Regions from separate parts of the Triticum aestivum genome. Here region 2 is linked to region 1. Evidence: chromatin contacts called from public Hi-C data. All regions are on one chromosome and are shown on one strand. Each heading gives the region's core, a stretch centred on a gene start, on an enhancer-like site or on the middle of the called end of the contact. The rest is flanking DNA. Distances are from core to core; before and after follow the strand shown. Region 1 holds the start of LOC123079284 (nuclear matrix constituent protein 1b). Region 2 holds the start of LOC123079285 (lysosomal Pro-X carboxypeptidase).

Region 1 (3,650 bases), core at 828-3,327:
CGCACCGGCCAATTTCTTGGGCCCTCCCTCCCCACTTCCCACAGCTCAAACGCGCTGGGCGCCACCCCGAAATCCCAGACCTCCCACCCACCAGCTCCCAACAAGCGCCCATGTCACTGCTCCCCCGGCCCGCGCAACCCGTGGCCCGCATGTCGGCGGGACGGCCTCAGGCTGGCTGGCAGATTGCAGGGCGAAAGCGTCCGTGGAGGGAAACGTCGGTCGCTGTTTTTGAAAGCGGCAGCGCTGCGCTGCCTTTTTCGGAGCTAGCCGCCGGGAACGATGCCGAAAGTCCACACTGACGTGTGGGCCATGGTGAGTACTTGACCCCACGTGTCATGGCTATCCAAAACACCTGCCAATGAGCTGGTTTACTGGTCTTTTTAATTCGCAGCCGAAAAGACCCCTTTCCTCGGACGCTTCCGTGGACCAAGCCTATGGTTTGGATATGTTCCATGGTCACGGGCTACCAGCCAAACCCTACTTTTGGGCAAAGTTGCTATAGCCAAATGTGTACTTGTACTGACTTCCTTCGTTTTGAAATACAGTGTGTATTAGTAGATTTTATAGTGTCCTCTTTTGCGAGTAGATTCTATAATATCAAACCTCTTAAAAATTGATCAGGTTTATAGAATAATCAACCAATATCTACAGTATCAAATCAATACTGCTGGATTCACGTTCAACATTGTAGATATAAATAATTTTTTCTATAAACAATCAAAGTTTACGAAGCTTGACTTTTGAAAAAAAAAATGCCAACTATAATATGAAACCAATGGAGTAGTAAACTTATCTCTGCCTCCAATATTGTTACTTTCTCGACTCCTAGGTAAACGAATGCCAGACTACGGTCCTCATCTCAAATGTATATTTTTATATCTATTAGATGTTTACAATTTTTGTCCAATAAACTGTTTATATCAATACAATTTTTTGTTCAATTGTGCAATGCATGTAACACTTAAAGGAGCGCACACCAAACATAGCTTGCCGAGTGGTTTGGTTCAAGAAGCGGAGGCTGATGGCACTTATTTTCGGATGTTCGAGTCAATCACAGGCACGAGTGTAATAGAGCACCACGCGAACTTGCATTTTTTTTGCTAAAATGAACTTGCACAATGTATATGTGGTTAATACTTGTACTGACACGAGTGTTGAAGTTACTCTCTCATACACTTTTTTAACTCATCAACAAAGCTCTCTTGTTTGCTCTTCGCAAAAAAGCTCTCTTTCTAGCTGTATACTCATATTAATTGAACTTTGCCCAAAAATGAAATCAACATTGTTACACAGAAAATTATTCGGTAAAAAGATGTAGAATATTCAAACCAAGTCAAAACGGTATAACAAGGGTACGTGTGGCTAGCAACTTAACTCATGAATTTACTACTCTGCTTCAGTGTTACAAAAAAAGTTATTGTGCGTTGAAACTTAAAAGTGAAATTTTTTGATGAAATTTTCAGGAATTGTCAAAATTAGTTCTGGATCACAACAGAAGGTGTGTTGTATGCGATACTCTCTCTGTCCCATATTTTTTTAGGAACAATGTGAGAAAAATTATCCATAAATAATGGAAAGTATAATAGAAAAAAATGTATATCCATTATTGAAGCATCACAACACATCATCATCCCTACAAAGGGTAGACATGTTCAAGGCAACATAGCTGGCAAAATATGATCAAAGAAACATGCCCGATTATTATAAAAAATATAAAGGATAAAGTCTGAAAGTAAACAAAGCAAAGAAATAAGGAAAGAATCCGCTGCCAGTAATCAAAATCCCCATCCAGCTAACGGACGGCCAGGCCAGTCTCTCCGTGCACCGGGTCCATCCAGCCCCCCTCGCTCGATCGTCTCCCCTCCCCTGTCTCTCCTCCACCCATCAAACCAAACCCTCCCTCCGCCCACGCACCTAGGACAGGTAAAAACCCCGGACACGCCCATCCCGCCGTGAGCACCCCACGAGACCGAGTTGGAAAAGCCAGAGAGGAAAAGGAGACAGAGACGAGGAGGAGGGAGACAGAGAGAGGGACGGCGGCGGCCTCCACTTGCCCGGAAAGCGCCGCAGCGCCCCCGGGGATCGCGTGGCCCGCCGCCGCCGAGATCTAGGGTTGCGGCCGGCATGGCCAGCCCGCGGTCGCCCGCTGCCGGCGCCCTCGCCGGGGACGAGGCGATCTGGAGGAAGCTCCGCGAGGCGGGCTTCGACGAGGAGTCCATCAGGCGGCGCGACAAGGCGGCGCTCATCGCCTACATCTCGCGGCTCGAGACCGAGGTACCTCGCTCCCTCCCCTCCTCTCCCCCCGCCGCGTCGCGTTTCATGGGCCGGGCTCTGGTTCTGCCGTTCTTGGCATGCCGGGGCAGTCTTTCTGGGGCTTCTTTCGGAGCGGAGAGAAGGAGCGTTAGTTGGAAAGGATTAGCGAAGGCGCTGCCCTGCGTGGTTTCTTGGCCTCGTCAGGCCAACGGTGGCGGCGTTCTGTGCGCAGATTGGTGGGAAGACGGCTTCTTGGTTTCTGCTCGCAAGCCTCGTTTCTTGGTTCCTTTGGTACCGTGGTGCGTGAATGGGTTGCCTAGCGATGAAATGCGTCGTTTTGGCTCATTGCCCAGTATCTGTAGGGAGGAGTTGACTGTCGTAGGCATGTATTTTGCAGATTAGGTTTCTTTGTTGTTGACTTGGGATTGCGTAAATTTTACACTTCGTGGTTCTTCTTCCTTGGCACAACGCGTTTCAACTGCTGCAACTATTGTGTCCTTCGTATTGTTAAGTGCATTGTAATAGTATTTCCATAACGAGTTCGTTTGCAGTGAATGGTTCAACAGTGGTCCGCCTGTAGCTCGGTAATAGAATTAGATTCAACAGAAAGGCTGGAGGGCATTACGCTGATCACAATAGAACTGGCATTTGCATAAATCTTTTGTATTTTATTGGTCTCAGCATCGACCCGTGCAGATTTGGTGCAACTTTTCGGCAAACATTTTCTTAGTCTTACTCTTATAGAGAATCAAATCAGGTTATTTGGATTAATCAAAGGATGTACATTATACTTAGGTCTACCTTTGTCTCATAGACCTAACTGCAGCAACATTGTACCAAAGTTTCCTACGAACAGGATACTTTCATCCCCTGCATCTGTGTGGAGGCTGATGTTTTTTCAACTGTACAGGTTGCTAATCTGGTTGCTCAATATGTTCTAGGAAGTAGGAACCATTAAGTTAGATAATTTTATAATACACAAACCCCCCTCCTGATCCATGTCAAAAGGCTAATGTTCACTATATGCAGTAAGCTATCCTGTTTGGCAACCGTCACATACCTCTGACTCTCTCTCTTATCTCTTTATTTTGTGCACTTATTTGGCTGTAGGTTTATGATTACCAGCACAACCTCGGGCTAATGTTATTGGAGCGAAAGGAATTGGTATCCAAGCATGAACAACTCAAAGCTTCTATGGAGTCTGCTGAGATCATGCACAAGCGTGAACGAGCTTCCCAGCAATCTGCTCTAGCTGAAACAAGGAAGAGGGAAGAAAACCTGAAAAAGAATGTAGGCATTCAGAAGGAGTGTGTTGCTAATGTAAGATTGCTTTTCAATTAAGCTTGTAGAAGCCCAATTCTTTTTGTTCTGTAATAACCTGTCACAACTAAATGCTT
Region 2 (3,650 bases), core at 478-2,977, 160 kb before region 1:
TCCTCCTCCCTCTATATACGTGGGTAGGGGGCACCCCAAAGGCACTCAAGATTTGTCTTAGCCGTGTGCGGTGCCCCCTCCACAGTTACACACCTCGGTCATATCGTTGTAGTGCTTAGGCGAAGCCCTGTGCCGGTAACTTCATCATCACCGTCACCACGCCGTCGTGCTGACGGAACTCTCCCTCGGCCTCAACAGGATCAAGAGTTCGAGGGACGTCACCGAGCTGAACGTGTGCAGATCGCGGAGGTGCCGTTCGTTCGGTACTTGGATCGGTTGGATCGCGAAGACGTTCGACTACATCAACCGCGTTACTAAACGCTTCTGCTTTCGGTCTACGAGGGTACGTGGACACACTCTCCCCACTCGTTGCTATACTTCTCCTAGATAGCTCTTGCGTGATCGTAGGAAATTTTTGAAATACTACGTTCCCCAACATGCTCTTCGTGACTTCGTGAGGCTGTGAGGTTGATGAAGACAACGACCGAAATTAATCTCCGATTTTGATGTACTTGCTGGTAAGGGGAGGGAGGCATGAGCTGCAGGTCTAAAGTTAGTGATGCATCTCTACGAAGAGCAGCGGTGGTCGCTTGAAACAAACGTTGATAAATGCCCAAAGAGCCATTTGCCAAGGCGAGGAGAAATTGAAACTTGTGCATATTTCACAGTAAAGAATATTGTAAATCTGGTTTTGCACCGCCGAGAAAGTTATATTTGGACATTTCTAACTAGAAGCACAAATAAGTCAGATGGTTTTTGCTCTTGGCAGGAAGAGTAAATAAATTTCTAGACCAACCTAATAGACTTTTGTTGATAGAATTGGTTGCAAGAGGCATTGGCTGATCATGGCATGCAAAATTGATTGAGAGAATAATTTAGATTTGAATGATTTTTTAAAAATAGCAGACACACGCTTCATCTATCTATATAGTGCATATTTCAAGAGCAGCAAGTAAAACTGTGTAAATGTCTTTAAAAAAAGTAAATCTGTGTAATGTGCGAGACAATACAAAGAAACAAAATATGTGCATAAAAATAAGGTCCCACCGAGACTTGAACTCGGGTTACTGGATTCAGAGTCCAATGTCCTAACCACTAGACCATGGGACCATTTTTGCTGTTGGGTCTAAATTTGTCCTATTTATTTATTTCTTGCACGTGAAAAAACAAAAAACAAATATTGCTTCCATTGAGAGTTGAACTCAAGACCTCCCGCTTACTAAACGGGTGCTCTAACCAACTGAGCTATGAAAGCGTCGATGCCTTCAACTTTTTGTTCTCCAATAAATCAGCACTGTTCTCTCTCTGACGACAATCACTTCGCACGCTGCGTGACGGTATGATCAACAGGCCAAAATTAAGATTCGATCACGGCGTCTAGAAATCATTCCTTCTTCTTCCTTTTTTTTCGAAGGCACGTACTGTATACTGGTATCACTGTGCTCACGGAGAACATGTTGCAGGTGAATTTTGTTCCGAGCACACCCTTGGCCGTCCCCGACGAGCCCAACACGGCGTCCTCAAGAGGCCCCGCATCTGGCCGGTAGAGACGCTCAGTAGCAAGCGCTAGCTCGACGTCGGCGGCCGGCGCGTTCCCGTCGCGGTGAGGTGAGTGCCTCCGTCAGCCTAACAAAATTGGCAGTCGGTCCATCTTCGTCGCCACCGGATGAGCTTCTTGGATACGTACACTCCACTAGTGGAGTGGATGACACGCACGTACGTCAACGTCACGCGCCACCTGGAAAGCTCCGCGATTGCTCCGCGCAGCTCGATCCCATTTCTCAGATCGTCTCCACTCCACAGCCCGCCCGCCCGCTCACCGAAGTCAAGCAAAGCGCCCCCATGCATCGGCCCCGCCGTCTCCCGCTGCTCCTCATCCTCCTCGGCCTCCTCCCGGCCGTCGCGCGGGCCCTGCTCCCGCCGCCCCGCTTCCCGGGCCCCCACGCGCGGCCGCGGCCGCGGGCGGGGGCGCGAGACGGGGTCGGCGGGGGCTACGAGTTCGAGACCCGCTACTTCCGGCAGCGGCTGGACCACTTCAGCTTCTCGGGCGAGGAGGAGTTCTTCCAGCAGCGGTACCTCGTGGGCCGCGCCGGCGCCGGCGGGTGGGCGGGCCCCGGCGGGCCCATCTTCTTCTACTGCGGCAATGAGGGCGACATCGCCTGGTTCGCCGCCAACTCTGGCCTCGTCTGGGACGCCGCCCCGCGCTTCGCCGCCCTCGTCGTCTTCGCCGAGGCAACTATCCTGCACTCGTTGTGTTCCGCTTTATTAGCTGACCGGACCTTGGTTTTTGAACTTCTGACTGATGCGGTTGCTGCAGCATCGCTACTACGGCGAGTCCATGCCGTTCGGCAGCAAAGACAAGGCCTACAACAATTCCAGGTCCATGGCGTACCTCACGGCCGAGCAAGCGCTGGCCGACTACGCCGTGCTGCTCACTGACCTCAAGAGGAACCTCTCCTCGGAAAGCAGCCCCGTGGTGCTCTTCGGGGGCTCATACGGTGGAAGTAAGAGCCACTGCCCACTAGTATCTTCAGTTATCGTTGGGCGTCTATTCTGGTACTGTACTGATTTTGTTCACTGGGCATTCAGTGCTTGCTGCTTGGATGAGACTCAAGTACCCGCATATTGCTGTCGGGGCTCTCGCGTCGTCGGCTCCGATCCTACAGTTTGAGGACATTGTGCCTGACACCATATTCTACGATCTTGTTTCAAATGATTTTAAGGTCTGCGTGCGCATAATATTGGCTTGATTTTATTGTTCTGAATAAAGGAACACTAGTTTTTCCATTGTTTTGGATACAGGGCACCAATGACACTTATTTTTCTTTGTGTTTAGAGGGAGAGTTTAAGCTGTTTCCAAACAATAAAGGACTCATGGAAAGAATTAGATGAGCAGGGGAATGGGCAAGATGGTCTTCTAAAACTAAGCAAAACATTGCACCTTTGCCAGTGAGTTTCCGTCTCCATTCACTCCATCTTTTTCATTGAGATTGCTTGCAATAATATTATGTATGAATGCTGCAGGACCCTGAATACCACGGGGGCCCTTTCGGATTGGTTGAACTCGGCATATAGTTATCTGGCCATGGTGGATTACCCAATGCCGTCAGAGTTTCTCATGCCTTTGCCTGCCAACCCAATTAAGGAAGTTAGTTCTTGAACCCTTGTTTGCCATGAATCCTTTCGAACATTTCTGGACGTGCTAGTATTCAGTGAGAATTCGCTTGCATAACCCAAAGACACAACAAAGAGCTTATGTAGAGGATTGCAATGACAATCTTGTGTGTGCTCACTTACTTTCAAAACCTATCATGCTCCCTTACAAAAAATAAAAATAAAATATCAGGACGTAGTTTCTTTTCTTTTCTTTTTTTTTACAAAAATAAAATAAAATATCAGGACGTAGTTTCTTAACGTCATCACTACTTACTTTAGATAATCTTGTTTCTTATCCAGGTATGTAGAAATATTGACAAGCAACCAGAGGGGAGCAGTATACTGGAAAGAATTTATGCAGGAGTAAATATATACTACAATTATACTGGTACAGTTGACTGCTTTGATCTAGATGATGATCCTCATGGAATGGGTGGATGGGATTGGCAGGTCCGGAAACTACAAAAAATATATCTGTTTTTTTCTCTTAGATA

What was found. A called contact is a pair of places that touch in the nucleus more often than the background predicts.
Region 2: a Hi-C map of leaf shows a contact between it and region 1, with 3 times the contacts expected there. The contact joins the promoter of LOC123079285 here to the promoter of LOC123079284 in region 1. A contact is called at or near these places in 3 of 5 Hi-C or Micro-C datasets (leaf and an unstated tissue) and 1 of 1 datasets of contacts at active chromatin or transcription factors (leaf).

Annotation. Positions count from the first base shown.
Region 1 is chr3D:418,352,200-418,355,849 of IWGSC CS RefSeq v2.1, reverse strand. LOC123079284 (nuclear matrix constituent protein 1b) reads left to right here and starts at 2,077. Exons shown (of 8, transcript XM_044502021.1): 1 at 2,077-2,274; 2 at 3,364-3,573. The coding sequence starts at 2,125.
Region 2 is chr3D:418,513,705-418,517,354 of IWGSC CS RefSeq v2.1, reverse strand. It overlaps LOC123079285 (lysosomal Pro-X carboxypeptidase), which reads left to right and starts at 1,727. Exons shown (of 10, transcript XM_044502022.1): 1 at 1,727-2,232; 2 at 2,318-2,504; 3 at 2,590-2,723; 4 at 2,837-2,949; 5 at 3,025-3,148; 6 at 3,457-3,606. The coding sequence starts at 1,843. TRNAT-AGU (transfer RNA threonine (anticodon AGU)) reads right to left here and starts at 1,255; the gene lies at 1,182-1,255. TRNAQ-CUG (transfer RNA glutamine (anticodon CUG)) reads right to left here and starts at 1,110; the gene lies at 1,039-1,110.